Regions from separate parts of the Sus scrofa genome. Here region 2 is linked to region 1. Evidence: chromatin contacts called from public Hi-C data. All regions are on one chromosome and are shown on one strand. The core of a region is the stretch at or near the end of the contact, and the rest is flanking DNA. Distances in the headings are between cores, read along the strand shown.

Region 1 (7,336 bases), core at 2,387-4,886:
CACTGATTTCTAAAAGGTCTTTCACAGATTCTACAAAAGAGAAAGAGCTCAAATTCCTTTTTTAATCCTATGACCCAAAGGAATTGAGTATACCTATGCCCAAACAGCTTATACTAGATAACTGCAACATACAATGTTAAAAAAAAAAAATTGTTTATTCTATTTTAGCTGTGGAAATTTTGAGCTTCAGAGCATGATGAAGGTCCTAATTTTCCTGGGAAATAGTAAAGGAGCTCAAATGTAAGTCTTGAAAAATTCTGTGAATGGAGGATGAAGAAATAGGAGCCACGTAAAATAATGTGAATCTAACTGGGATATGTATTTTTGAATTTACATTTAAATATGATCCTATTTTTGATTCTGGAAATTCAGTACCCTCCTTCAGGCCTTCATCTAGTCTCCTCCTTCACCTTTACCACCCCCGCCGTGTACCCCCCCACGCACACCTTTTGGGAAATAATGCAGAAATATACGCAGCATTTTTAATGGCGTCATACTTAAACTGCTTTGCAACTTGTTTCTTTTTTATATAAAAACATTGCAGAAAAAGTATTTCTTTTTTAACAGCTGCTTATGCAGTTATTTGCATATATGCATACGTATTATGTATGCTTTTCACCCCTTGTTATTGATACACATTTAGATGCCTCCTAATTTTTCACTCTTTCAAGCAATGCTGCAGTGTTAAGTTCTTTTTCTATTAGAAAGGAATGTTTCTTCATGTAAATGTGGTCAGGACCAGAAAAATGTAAAGAAAATAAAAATCACTTTCTTGTAATCCTCTATCGAGAAATACCTTTAACATCTTGGCATATTCACTTCCACACTCTTTTCAGTGTATTTGTGTATTTATAAAATGGTTAGGCTGTTATATGTAGGTTTGGTCCTTTTTTTTTTCTACTTAATAGTTTACTTCAGGTATTTTCTCTCATCATTTAAATCTTCTTTTTGGACAGATTTTTATGTGTTGTAGTTTGTCTCCTATGAGTTGTCTGTTTATGTCTTTTGTTGGTTTTCTATGGGGATGTTAATGTGTGTTTTTATATTGATTTGTAAGAACTCTTTGTAGGAAGGCCATTCGTCTTTTGTCTTTCGTATTCATTTTACTTATTTCCTTAGTTTTTCATTTACCTTTTAATTGTATTTGTGGAGCCATTGATAAATAAAAGTCTTAAATTTTTGTGTAATCAAATATGTCGGTATTTTTTTAGTGATTTCTTTTACTCTTAAAAGGACCTTAAAAGAAGCTAGGATAATAATAGACACATTTTTTAGCACTTAGCTACCATGTCAACCGTTTTATATTATCACTTTTTATATATTTACTCTTTACAACAAACCAATGAGGTAGGTAATGTTATCTCTGTTTCCCTGTTGAGGAAATTAAGGCACAGAAGATTATACAGAAAGAAGTGAAATAAACGCAGGCAGCCTGGCCCAGGAGCCCACACTCTTCCCACTTCATTATATCACCATATGTTTCAGAGAGTATATTTTTTTAGCCTCAAGTACTATGCAAAATCCTGCTTTACCTCAACAATCACCAAAAAGAAGAAAAACACCCATGTATTCTCCCAGCGTTTGAATAGTTTTAATTATATGGAAGTCTGGTGGGTCCAGATCTAACCGTGGTGTGTGTGGTATAAGCTGGGGCTCGTATTTAATTTTTTCAATTAGTTGATGTACCCAGTATGTTAGCACTTCTTTAAGAATTTGGAAAGGACTTGGCTTGTTCCAAGAAGCCTGTATAATTTGTGCCACTTCATGCTGTTTCTTCAATTATATTTCTTCAGAGTTGTTGGTTTCCTCAGCAACTTTGGTCTGCATAATTTTGTGGATTCTTAGGTGGCTGCTGGATTAAAAGTTTCATGAAAGAAAAGAGACTAACTCTTCAAGTTGTTTTGACTCTTTATGTAAGAGCTTCTTATTTTAGGGTCAGTGGACCCCTCACCTCCTTGAATGGATATCCATGAACTCAGATAAGAAACAATATTACACTCCATTTTCGCTAAACTTGTAATGAAATTGTTTAACATTTCCTTCCATTCCGAAGGAAGACAACACACCACAGTTGTATTAGCAGTACCTGTGATTTTAAATTATTGATACTTGACTATTTCAATTGTTCCAGATATCTTGAAATATTCCTTATACTTACCACTACTTTGACATTATCGTGATTACATTAGGCCCACCACTAGATTTTGCTGTTTAATCAATTAAGAGGCATATTTATTAATATTTCGTGTATTCGAAAGTTATGTCTGAAAACTGGATTTCCATAAAATTGGTGTCCTTTGTGATTGTCCTAGCCAGTGTTGCTGGCCATTTCTGTCATGCCCCTCACCATCTGATGTCTGCTAAGTGTTCTCTCTGGAAAAGAGTAGGAAGTTTCTCTTTGTATTTTATTTTATGTACTTGGAAATATTTTTCTGAGATGGCTTCCATAGCTTTCATCAAACCACCAAAGGGATTGTGGCTTGAACATTATGAAGTCTGTTAGGTGAATGCATTGGGCTTTATGAATACTCAGGTACTGAGTAACCAGGACGTGATTTGGGAGGAGCTGGAAAAATAGTCCAGCATGTACTTCTCTGTGGCCTTGATTCCTTCATGTCTGGAATATTCTGTTTCTCCTCCTAGACAGAACTACATCCTCCCTTCTCCTTCCTTCCCCCTTTCACCTAGTACCTCTCATTTCTTCCTCATTCTCTCTCATTTTTATTTCTTTTTCTTCCTCCTTCATTTAGCTCCTCCTCCTCCTTTTTTCTTCCTTTTCCTCTCCTTTCTAAAAATATGAATATCTTAAAGAGTTTTGTGTTTCAACTATTTTCAAAAAATGCTTCCTCTTTTGGATCTAAGAATGAATCCAAAGATGGGGGGGGGAAGAGTTGAAAGCAAGCATTAATAACATCAAGAAGAAGTAAGATTTGCCAACGATAAGTGTAAGGTAACTACCTGGAGATCATTAAGAATTCACCTTGAAGGGCATCTATTTGGTGTGTTGGTCTGGCTCCAGGAAGGAGCCTGTGCATCTTGGTTCTGGCCCCATAATTCCGAGTCCTGTTTTCATGTCTGACTTACCTGGCTCCTTTTTATAAATTGTTTGCCTCATAAGATAATCATTTGCTCTTAATTTTCCAAGTACCCATAGGGAGGGACCTTTTTGAAAGAATGAGTTAATCAGACTGTATTACTGATTTGCAGTCATTTCTTTGGGATCGGTTCAAGACTATACATATTTATGGGCAAAAGTTATCACACAGTTTTGTTTAAAGTGGAACTTTTGATGCCTGAAATAAGTTAGTGTTTAGTTTCTGAGATTCATGGTCTCACCTGTCTGCTGAAATGTAATAGTGATTCATCTTAGTCATTGGTCATGGGTACCAGTACCTACTGATACCATCTGTATGGCTTTAGCATTTTTCCTCTTTTCCTTAAAGTAAGTCCTGTCTGGGATAATGCCATTTTTCTACACTAAAAACATTAGCTCGTCTTACAGCTAACATAAGCTGAAAATTAGAGGTGCCTGGGGGAGGGAAATGAGGCAGATGGATTGTTTACACGAGTGCTATAGTTTCACTTTTCATGCACCAGTCACCTTGGAAGAATGAATGCCCTGTAAGTTTGCCAATCAGATTGCTCCAGTCATCTCTAAACATTCCATTTGGTTTATTAGAATAATAAATACTGTGCAAAGAGAATTCATCTGGATCCAGGACATTATTCTGTGGTCAACTAGAGAAATATGTGCTACACCTTACCTCTGACTCGATTTGGTCAGGTGACACATTGAATTTGACAAGTGGATACAGATTTACTCTCTTTGGGCATTGACTCTGAGAATAGGTCACTGGAGTTACAGCTTGTGTAACTGAAGTTATAGCATCTTTGTTACCTCTCCTAGCCAATGTTGGTGGCCATTTCTGTCTTGCCCCTCACCATCTGATGTCTGCTAAGTGTTCTCTCTGGAAAAGAGTAAGAAGTTTCTCTTCATCCTGCCAGGCAGATTTGGGCATCTGAAATCAGCCCCAGAGAAGTCTTACCGAAGAGTCCATTTAAATGTTTCATCTGATTCGATGACTATGACTCTGAATTCATTTCCGTTTGGGAAGTGGAAGTTTTTAGGGCTGGTTTTCAGATCCTTCCATGTGTCCCTTCTCTTACTCACCCTTGTTACAGCTGTTCCCACCCATACCTCTGGTGCTCTTGGGGAAGAAGCTCTGTGAATTACACTGCTTCATCATAGCAGTTTGGGATTTTCTCTCACCCTGCTTTCTTTATCTGTAGAGTCCCTCTTCTCTGAGATCAGCTCACAATCCTTCTATGTCTCCAAGCCCTGGGTCAGATCCTCCCTCCTTCACAAGCCTATCCTACTGTCTTAATCTCTCACCACCCATCTCTCTTGCTGTGAAACTTTAACAGATCTGACAGTTGATATAAAAAGTTAGACTTTGGGCACAGGAAGCAATCAAATTGAGGCAGATAAATACTAAAATCATCAATATAAAATTTGGGTTTATTCATCTAAGACATATTAAAAAGATCGTAAGTAATCAGTATTTCTATGAACAAAGCTCTTACTTTACCATTTGATTACTGGGGGCAAAAGTTCTAGAGAAAAGTAATAAAATCTAAGATGGAAAAAAATTAGAAAATGATCAATGCAGTAGTCAGATTAATTGCAGCATTATTTATGAAGGGAAAACACCCTCAATGTCTAACAGTGGTGACTAGTTCCTTTAATACTATGCTTCTATTAATTGATAACAATTTAAAGTTAAATGATTTTAAATATTTTGCATCGGTAAGAATTTTGCCATGATGGTAAACAGTAAGAACAGAATATCAAATTATAAAAATGTGTATATATGGATCAGGATGGAGCATGGATAAATGAAAACAGTTGACTTGTTAAGTTAGTGCATGGGTAGTTTTTTTAATTGGAAGATTTCCATTGTAACAATATTATAAAACCCTGAAGTTTATTATAAGACTATATTAGAGTTTTAAGTGCTGTTTTCTATGAAAATTTTTGACATCCTAACTCAGTTATAAGCTTTGTAAAAGTGGGGACTCTTTGCCTTTTATTTCTACCATAGACTGTTTTTTGAAAGAGTAAACTGGGGAGTTCCCATTGTGGCCCAGTGGGTTAAGGACCCAGTGTTGTCTCTGTGAGGATGCAAGTTTGATCCCTACCCTCGCTCAGTGGGTTAAGGATCCGGTGTTGCCGAAAGCTACAGTGTAGATCACAGATGCAGCTCGGATCCAGTGTTGCCCTGGTGGAGGCTTCAGCTACAGCTCCAAGTTGACCCCTGGCTTGGCAACTTCCATTTGCCGCAGGTAGTGCCAGGAAAAAAAGGAAAAAAAAAAAAAAAAAAAAAGTAAATTGGAGTAGTCACTGTGGAAAACAGTATGGAAGTTCCTCAAAAGATTAAAAATAGAGTTAGCATATGATCTAGCAATTCCAATTCTGAGTATTTATCCAAAGAAAACAAAACCACCTAAATGTTTATCTTTTTTAATTTTTTTTGTTTTGTTTTTTAGGGCTGTACCCACAGCTTATGGAAGTTCCCACACTAGGGGTCAAATCAGAGCTATAGCTGCTGACCTACACCACAGCCACAGCCACGCCAGATCCAAGCCGTGTCTGCGACCTACACCATAGCTCACTGGCAATACCAGATCCTTAACCCACTGAGCCAGGGATTGAACCTGCATCCTCATGGATACTAGTTGGATTCATTTCTGCTGCACCACTACAGGAGCTCCCTTAAATGTTTATCAATGGATGAATGGATAAAGAAATTGTGGAATATATATACTATATGTAATGAAATATTATTCAGCCATAAAAAAGAATGAGACCTTGCCATTTGTGACATAGATGGACTCTAGGGCATTATGCTAAGTGAAATCCTTTGTGAATACTGTATGATCTCTTATATGTGGAAATAAAAAAACAAACAGGAATACAAGTTCATAGATATAGAGATCAGATTGGTGGTTGCCAAAGGTGAGGGTCAGGTTGTGGGAGAAATGGGTTATAGGGGTAAAAAGATAAAAGGAAAAAAAGAAAAACTTCTTTTAAAAGTAAAAAAAAATATACAGTAGAGCAGAACATATATTATCTCTCCAAAGAATTATTCAGTAATCAAGAATTCAGACCAAATGAAACATAGTTTAACGTAGTGAGCAAGAAAGATTTAATCTGCGTCTTTAGGAATATATGCATTATTTTGGGTGTATGTATATTAAAAACACAAACATGTCTTCTTTATCACCTAGAAAAGCAGAAAATCAAAAAGTTATAAATAAATTATCTCCTGATTTATACATTGAGCACTTAATATGTGGCAAGAATCCTTACTTAGAATCCGGAGGTTTATAATGTCCATGAAAAAATTTCCAAGAAAGGATAGTTAATGCTTTTGATTAATGGATAGATTTATTAATTTTGAGGAAAGCAAGAACATTAAAACTAAAGGATGGAAACTGATCATTTTGGAACACTTTCTATATACCAGACATGGTCCTAAATGTTTAGAATAGTTCGTTTCACTTAAATAGCTATCAAGTCCTGAGAGAAAGTTATTACTCCTCACCTTTTAATGGTGACATATGTAACTGAGACTATGAAACTTGAATTGTGTGAGGTGACGTGGGTAGTAAGATTTGAAACCAGTTGTTGGTTTTGATTCTTTGATTTTTTTTCTTATCCCTGAAACTTATCTTTCCTCAGTAATAAAATTATTGTGACCCTGGGAAGTCCCCACAGACTTTGTCTTCATAAAACTTAAAAACTCCAGGATCAGTGACTAGTCAAACAGCATATGTGTATCAGTTTATGTGTCTGTATTACTAATAATGATTTCTATGGTACCTTCAATATGTAACTTATTTTATAAAACTACATCATCTCAAGGATGGAGTTCACAATGTAGACTGTGACTTCAGCCTGTGTGTGTGTGTGTGTGTGTGTGTGTGTGTGTGTGTGTGTGTGTGATATCAAACAATGAAGGCACCTTCGCCTCCGTATCCTCACTCAAGGCTCCGCAGGTTGACTCTTTGTTTAGGACAGTTCATGACCACCCCCATGGGACAGTTTGTGGGAGAACATTATTTTCCCGCCTTCTCATAGTGTAATGTTTGAATTAGACTTTTGCGGTTGTGAGGAATAAAGGTCCACTCTGGTCAGCTCAAATGCAAAGAAAATTTTTGCAAAGAAGATTTCTGCAAAGAAAGAAGAAGCGCCTGGACAGTTGACAACAGGAGCCATGGCAGCTTGGAGCTTGGTGAAAGCTGATACTGGAAGGTAGTCTTCAGCAGCAGGAAC
Region 2 (6,928 bases), core at 176-2,675, 270 kb after region 1:
TATGTCCTCATTCTGACAGACCCTGAGGCTAGGGCCAGATTTAGGCTGCATGGTGGATGTCCTCAACTTGGAAACATTTTGGGGGGCCAGCTCCAACTCCAACATCCTGCCTCACCTCACCTCTACCAAGAACGGCTCAGGGGCCCTAGACGGCTGATAACAAAAGGCCCCCACTTTGGGGTCCAGTTCAGGATCTAGCAGGTGATTGCGGAGAGCAGCTGGTTCCAGTTTGCTTAGGGATGATTTCCTCTGGGAGCTGGTTCACGTGTTCGACCTCGGCCTCCCATCTGTGTCACCTCCTTCTCTCAGCATCCCCCCCCACCCCCCATCACATCCCCCCTGATTTCTCCAGACCCTCGCACTGCCGGCCTTCCAGCTACGTGTCCTGCTTTCCAGTTCCCGCCTGCTCAGACAGGCCAGGGACGGCCACACTGGCTTTGTTCCTGAAAATGTTAAGGAAAAGAAATGAAAACTTGAAGAGAAGGCCAGGACACAAAGCAGATGGATGCGGAGATGCTCTGGCTCCAGGGAGGAGCATAGGGGTCCAGGGGTCCCACTCCCTCAGAGTCCTAGAGCACAAGGGAGGTTTCTGTGAGCCTCGGGTCAGGATGAGACAGGCAGCCCTGATCGAAGCCTGAGAGTGGATCACTCTGTTGGAGCTGGTTCCTGGCTGGCCCTGCTCCCCTCAGTGCCTGGTACCCACCTCTTCCCCTCTCTCTGGTGTATTGAGGTCCCTCCCAGTCTGGAAAGTCTCTGAACGAGCATCTGCAAGTTATGAGTCTGTACGCTCTTTACCTGGACATCTTTCCTCCAGATTAAGAACAGGCTAGGCTGGGAGCCTGCTGGGACCTCTCACATGGAGCACACGCCCATCATTCCCCTCTTGGTCTCCCCCAGAGCTCCATTGCCTTTGCCAGACGGTCAGGCCCTTTTTATGAATGGAGTCATTTAGTTTTTGTGGTTGACCAGAGCTTTCCTGGAAGAGGCTGCTTGGGGAAAGAGGACTCACAGACCTAAGAGTCCAAAGCAAGATTCTGGTAGAGGACCTCGCAACACACACACACACACCCACGAAGGGATCCTGCCTTAGAGGTCTCAACAGTTTCCTCTTAGGTAGGGAGGCAGTAGGAGGAAAGGGAGCCTTCTAAAGTTAGCACATATTCTCATAGTCTATCCATTCAACCATCCATCCATCCATCCATCCATCCAACTATATCGCTCTATCTCTATCTCTACCCCCTTCCTTTGCTAATTGCTCCATCTCTCTGTTTTCCTAGAAGATGGACATTGCCAGGACTTCCTCACCGCTCTCCCACCTCCCTTAGTGCCTGGTGAGTCCCGTCCATCACCCTGCCTGGGACCTCACCATGCTCCCCCTGTGGCTCACTCACCCTGGTGCCCAGCCCAGCCCAGCCCAGCCAAGCTGCATACTTGTACTCAGTTCGTGCGTCACGGCTATTCATCTTGTTTAGTGCTCGGCGTGGCTGCAGATGCTGTAAATATGGTAATTTTAGATTCCCTGATTGGAAAGCGTTGCGGGGTAGAATGGGAAGGGCACGGGGGAGAGAGTTTGGTTTACTTTGTTGGCGCTGGTTCCCAGCTGCCCCTGCCACCCTCTGCCTGCCCTTCTCTGGGCTGTGGCCCCATCAGCCACCCCCGCCCGCTCCTTGCATTCTGTCCCAACTTCTCTGAGCCTGGGGAGGAAGGAGAGGAACAGAGGGGATGTGTCCAGGTCTCAGCCTGGCCTGGAGAGTTTCGGGCTAGCACGGAGCACCGTGGGCCAAAAGTGTAGCCAGGGATGCATGGGGTGGGGGTCTTGACCCCACCAAGACAATGCCGAGGGCAGGCAGCCTGGGGATTAGCCCCCCATCCAGGGCCGTGTTCAGGGGCACACTGGAGATGAAGTGGGGGCCCCGGAGGCCTCTGACCCCTCGTGAGCTCTCTCCCTTTTCTGTTCTTTCCCTCCTGACCTTCCCCGGTGGGGGGCTGTCAGTCCCAAGGGCCTGAGGCAGCGCTCCCAGGGCTGTCAGCTAATCCCTCCTCCCACCCCTTTGGTGCTTAAAGGCGTAATTTGCATTTGATTACAGGACCCCTGAACGGTCCCTTCAGAGGATTCAAATCCCTGGGAGTGAGTAGGAGGCTGACACTTCAGGCACCTGATTGAGCTCAGGTCCTTCAAAAGCTCCCAGATATTCTTCCAGCTGTCTGTCCCACTCCTCCGAAGGACCAATGCTAATTCCAAGGCTCTGAGTCAGACTTGGAACGGTCCCAAGTTTTGAGCCACTGTCTGCAAGTCATAGAACATTCAGCCCAGAAACCGACCCAACTTTCTTTGAGTCTAACTCCCCGTTACGTCTGAGGAGAAGTGACCTGTGCCAAATCACCGGGCGGTAACAACAGGATGGTTAGCCCATATCTGCTGCTTCATCTATTTTTATAAAAGATCCTAGAAGAAGGAAAGAAGGATCTAATAGGTCTTTCTTCCTTATGGAGGAAGCCACAGCACCTTCCTACCGAAATCCCTGCTGCTGGGTGTTGAGCTGGTATTTGGTCATCTCTGGCCACAGAAAACTGTTGGTCAGCTCTGCCTGCTGTCCAGTAACTCCACCGCTGCAAGCTGGCCTACCTCTATTTCAGGAATGAGATGGGACCTGGGAAGAGAATGGGGGTGGGGGTTCCCCTGGAGGGGGCCGTAGGCTATCCTGCTTCGGGGAAAGAACTAACAAGACTCAGACATCTTCTGAGGGTGCAACACAGAGAGACCCTCTCAGCCCTGGTCAGGAGGCCCCGCTCCCTTCCTGGGGATAGATGCTCCCTTCTGCCTGCATGGTGTCTGGTCACCACACACTTACCTTTGCTTACTTTGCCTCCTGGAAATGTTGCAGGAAGGGGGACCCTTTCCAGGGCCTGAGAATGGGCTCTTGGCGAACACACAAAATGAAATGTCCGAGGAGACACCCATGCTGACACAACGCAAGAGACTTGATTGGGAAGGGGCGCTGGTGCCGGTGCGGGGGGAGCAGCAGGTTGAGGGAACCCGGGAGACCTGCTCTGCCGGGTGGCTCACAGTCTCAGGTTTTACGTGAATGGGGTCCGTTTCCGGGTGGTCTCTGGCCAATCGTCTTGCTCGGTCCCCACTTGGTCTGGGTCTGGCTCAGGGTCCTTCTTGGCAGCACACACACTTCTCAGCCAAGATGGATTCCAGCGCCAAGGATCCCGGGAAGGTGGCTGTCTCCTCCCTCCTGTGGGCCCCTCCCCAACCCTCCAGTTAGTCTTCAGAGCAGCACCAGGCTCCCGGTCAGGACCTCCTGCTGTGAGACAAGTCATGCAAGTGGCTATTGCTGTGCTTGGCCAAGGTGGCCACTTCAGTCAGTGGTCCCCTCACAGAAACAGAGACACAACAGCATTTACCTCACTTCAGAGCATGGGGTCCCTTCCTGAAAGATTGTCAGGGTGCATGATCCCTACCAAGAGTTGTGCAGCCGTTTATCGGGCCGGGGTGTGAAGGGGTTATTCACAGAATCTTTCATGCTAAAGAGGCATTCAGTGAAACCACTGGTTTGGACTAATTCAAGTTAAGGTCTAGGGAGCCTCAGGCGTCACACATCTCCAGCCAAATAGTCGTTGCTCTCCATCCTGTCGAATAAATCAGAATCACAGCTAACAAAATCTTCCTTAGGAGAGGCAGGGCCGGGTCTGCTTTAGAAAGTACTTGGCGCTATAATGGAAAAATAAAAATCATTATTAAAAAAATAAAAAGTAGATGGGCCTCATGTATAAACAGCATTGGACTATAAATGGTGTTGGAGTGCTTGGAAATAATTTGTTCTTTTAGTGGATTACCAATTTCCCCCTGCAAAAAAAGTGCTTCACAGAATTTCCTAAGCACTCTCTTCCTTTGTAAGCAACATGGGATTCCATATGAGCCAGTCCTGATAGGTCAAAACTCTGAAAGCTTTGCCCAAGCTACACCCAAGCCATCAACCCTAGCAGTGATCTGTGTTCTAGAGAGGTGGGGGCGAGTGGGGCTGGCTACAGGCTTTCTGGAGAGATTTGAAAATAACAGTACATTAGGGAAAGAAAGAGTTGCATCCAAAATTTCAAAGTTAAGGAGAAGGCGTTTCTAGCCACGAGGCCTGGTGGGTAGAGAACACGGGCTAGCGGAGGGCGGGGAGGAGAGCCTGCAGAGCATGGAGGTGAAATAGGAGTTTATAGAGATTGTCTCTCTATAAAATTCCCATCATCCCCCAGGAGGTCAGCCTTGGCACCAGCCCCCATCATCTCCCAAGAGTTGTCTGTCCGGAGATCTAGTCAAGAAAGCATCCTTGGGGAGTTCCCGTCATGGCGCAGTGGTTAATGAATCCGACTAGGAACCATGAGGTTGCAGGTTCGATCCCTGCCCTTGCTCAGTGGGTTAACGATCTGGCGTTGCTGTGAGCTGTAGTGTAGGTCGCAGACGCGGCTCGGATCTGCATTGCTGTGGCTCTGGCGTAGGCTGGCGGCTACAGCTCCGATTAGACCCCTAGCCTGGGAATCTCCATATGCCACAGGAGCGGCCCAAGAAATGGCAAAAAAAAAAGAAAGCTTCCTTGGGCGTTCCCGTTGTAGCACAGCAGAAACAAACCTGACTAGTAACCATGAGGTTACAGGTTTGATCCCTGGCCTCGTTCAGTGGGTTAAGGATCCAACATTGCCGTGAGCTATGGTGTAGGTCACAGACGTGGCTCGGATCTGGCGTTGCTGTGGCTGTGGTGTAGGCCGGCAGCTGATTTGACCCCTAGCCTGGAAACCTCCATATGCTGTGGGTGCAACCCTAAAAACCAAAAAAGGAAAGCATCCTTCTTCACAGGGCTCCCCACCTATTCCCAGGCCCAATCAGGTCCTCCCTACAAGTCTGGCCCCCCTGTCGCCTCTTCTTTCCATCCTATGCTCGTGGCCCCCTGATCACTGCTCCTGCATGGCACTTTCTTGCTTGCACTCCCCCGCCAACACACTCTGATATACGCTGCCATGCTCTGGTCTGGTAGTCAGCACCCCCATGTCCTGGCTTCAACGGATGTTTCCATCTCATGCTTTGTCCCTCGTGTGTGTGAGGCCAAAGGAGCATATTTACCACCGCATGGGGTATTTAGAGGGGGCCTGGTGCCTGGCAAGCACTCATTATTATGATGATATTATAACCTCTCCTCTGCTTGGGCTGCACCTCCCCCTCTCTCTCTGTTAGATGGACTCCAACCCCACCCTCCTTTATAAGAAGTACCCTCGCTCTGATCTCCTGGAACTGCCTGATGTCTTCTTATATCTGACCGGCTCACAGTATTTCCATCCAGGGTTACTCTCTCTTTCCAGAATGAAAACACCTCTGGGTCAAGGAGTTTTCTCTCACACGTATTGAGAAGTCCTAGCACCTAGCACAGCGTGCTGTGCACAGTAGGTGCTTGTTTTAGACTGCGATGTCTTTCATAATAATAATTGCCCTAGTGTATGAAGCATCCCCCGTGGGCAAGATGTCGGGACCTTCTGCAGAGATTCATCTTCATAGCAGAGTGTTCCCATTCGCTCCGTTTTTATGGGGTAGGAACGTGAGGTTCAGTGGATGTTTATTTGCCTGAACTCAGAGGCAGTGAATGTCAGAGCTGCAATTTGAACCCGGGTTTGTCCACTCTCGAACTTGAACTTGGACTCATAAGGGCTCCATTATACTCCCCTGAAGACAGGGACTGTGTCTTTCCCAAAGACAGGGTTGCAAATTGGCAACCTGAGGGTCAAATCTGGCCCACAGTTGTGTTTTGTTTGGCCCACGCAGTGTTTTTTACAGATGAGGAAAGTTTACATCATCATCTACATTTCTGGCTTTGCTGGAAAACCTGGGAGATCCAGTAACCTTGAATCCCAGCGTGGCGCTGCTGAACTGCTGCCCAGAAGCAGCTGTCCCCTCCTGTCCCTCTGTCCCTCCCAGGGACATCAATTGTCCCATTCCATCTTCTCCCCTTGGGTGCTGATGAAACCGAATTCCATCTTCTCCCCTTGGGTGTTGGCGAAACCAAATTCTTGGTTGCATGCGACTGTCCCACGTATCACAGACGGTTTAGCAACCCTGGCCCTCACCCATCAAATCAGTAGCACCTTCCTTCAATCATTTTGATGATTAAAAAAAAAAAAAAAGAAAGAAACTTCCCCAATGCTTCCCTGGTGAGGGTGCCACACCCTCCCACATTGAGAATGCCTGGCACATAGTAGGACTTCTGGTAAATAGATTAAGCAGATTTCGAATGAAATGGCTGTCACTGAACGGTTCCACATGTTAAAAGTTCCCATGAAAACAGAGGCAGAAAAATGAAGTAATCAAAGAATTTTTTAAAATAAATTATCTGGAGCAAATTTAGCACATTCCCCCAAACACCTGTCCCATTGTGGAGGAAAAAAATTAGTAATAACACGTTCCCGTTGAGGCATTTCCATTCTGCATGCCTCGGTTCCCACTGTCATGTTAATTGGTTATGGTTTTCTCTGCTTCTAGTCCTTACATGTAATAAGAGTTACTGTGCGCTGTCAACCAGACACAACGCAGGAAAGGCTGCATTTAAAGGGAAACGAGAAGAGCTGAATCACATGCAGCTTTTTCTCCGGAGAAATGCTGGTGGTGATATTTTTGCCTTGTGTTCCCATTATAAAAATACTGTATGTTTACTGTAAACATTTTCAGAACATAGTAAAGTGCGAAGAGTCAATAAAATCCCTCATCTTCTCAGCACCGGAAGCTAATCGCTGTTTGCATTTTGGTGTATTTCCTTCCAGCCTTTTGTTCGTTCCCCATGCATATATCTGTGTTTGTTGTTGCTATTTCATTTATTTATTTAGGCCCTTAGAGAAACTGAGATCTTGCTGCTTATCGTTTTTCTTGCCCTCTCCTGGCTGTACTTATAAT

The links. Hi-C and Micro-C count contacts between places; a contact is called where the count stands out from the background.
Region 2: a Hi-C map of embryonic fibroblasts shows a contact between it and region 1, with 1.9 times the contacts expected there. The contact joins two enhancer-like sites. A contact is called at or near these places in 6 of 47 Hi-C or Micro-C datasets (embryonic fibroblasts, liver and skeletal muscle) and 2 of 2 datasets of contacts at active chromatin or transcription factors (alveolar macrophages and skeletal muscle).

What each region holds. Positions count from the first base shown.
Region 1 is chr7:91,965,420-91,972,755 of Sscrofa11.1, forward strand. The region is part of intron 8 of RAD51B (DNA repair protein RAD51 homolog 2); the gene reads left to right. Among named protein-coding and RNA genes, the nearest start is that of RAD51B, 380 kb to the left of the region's middle. Within about 2 kb of position 3,637, at least 10 of the 83 cell types and tissues checked have an H3K27ac peak or open chromatin away from gene starts, as enhancers often do. A contact at or near this core is called in embryonic fibroblasts, where this site is marked.
Region 2 is chr7:92,242,001-92,248,928 of Sscrofa11.1, forward strand. All of the region lies in intron 11 of RAD51B (DNA repair protein RAD51 homolog 2), which reads left to right. Among named protein-coding and RNA genes, the nearest start is that of ZFP36L1, 250 kb to the right of the region's middle. Within about 2 kb of position 1,426, at least 23 of the 83 cell types and tissues checked have an H3K27ac peak or open chromatin away from gene starts, as enhancers often do. A contact at or near this core is called in embryonic fibroblasts, where this site is marked.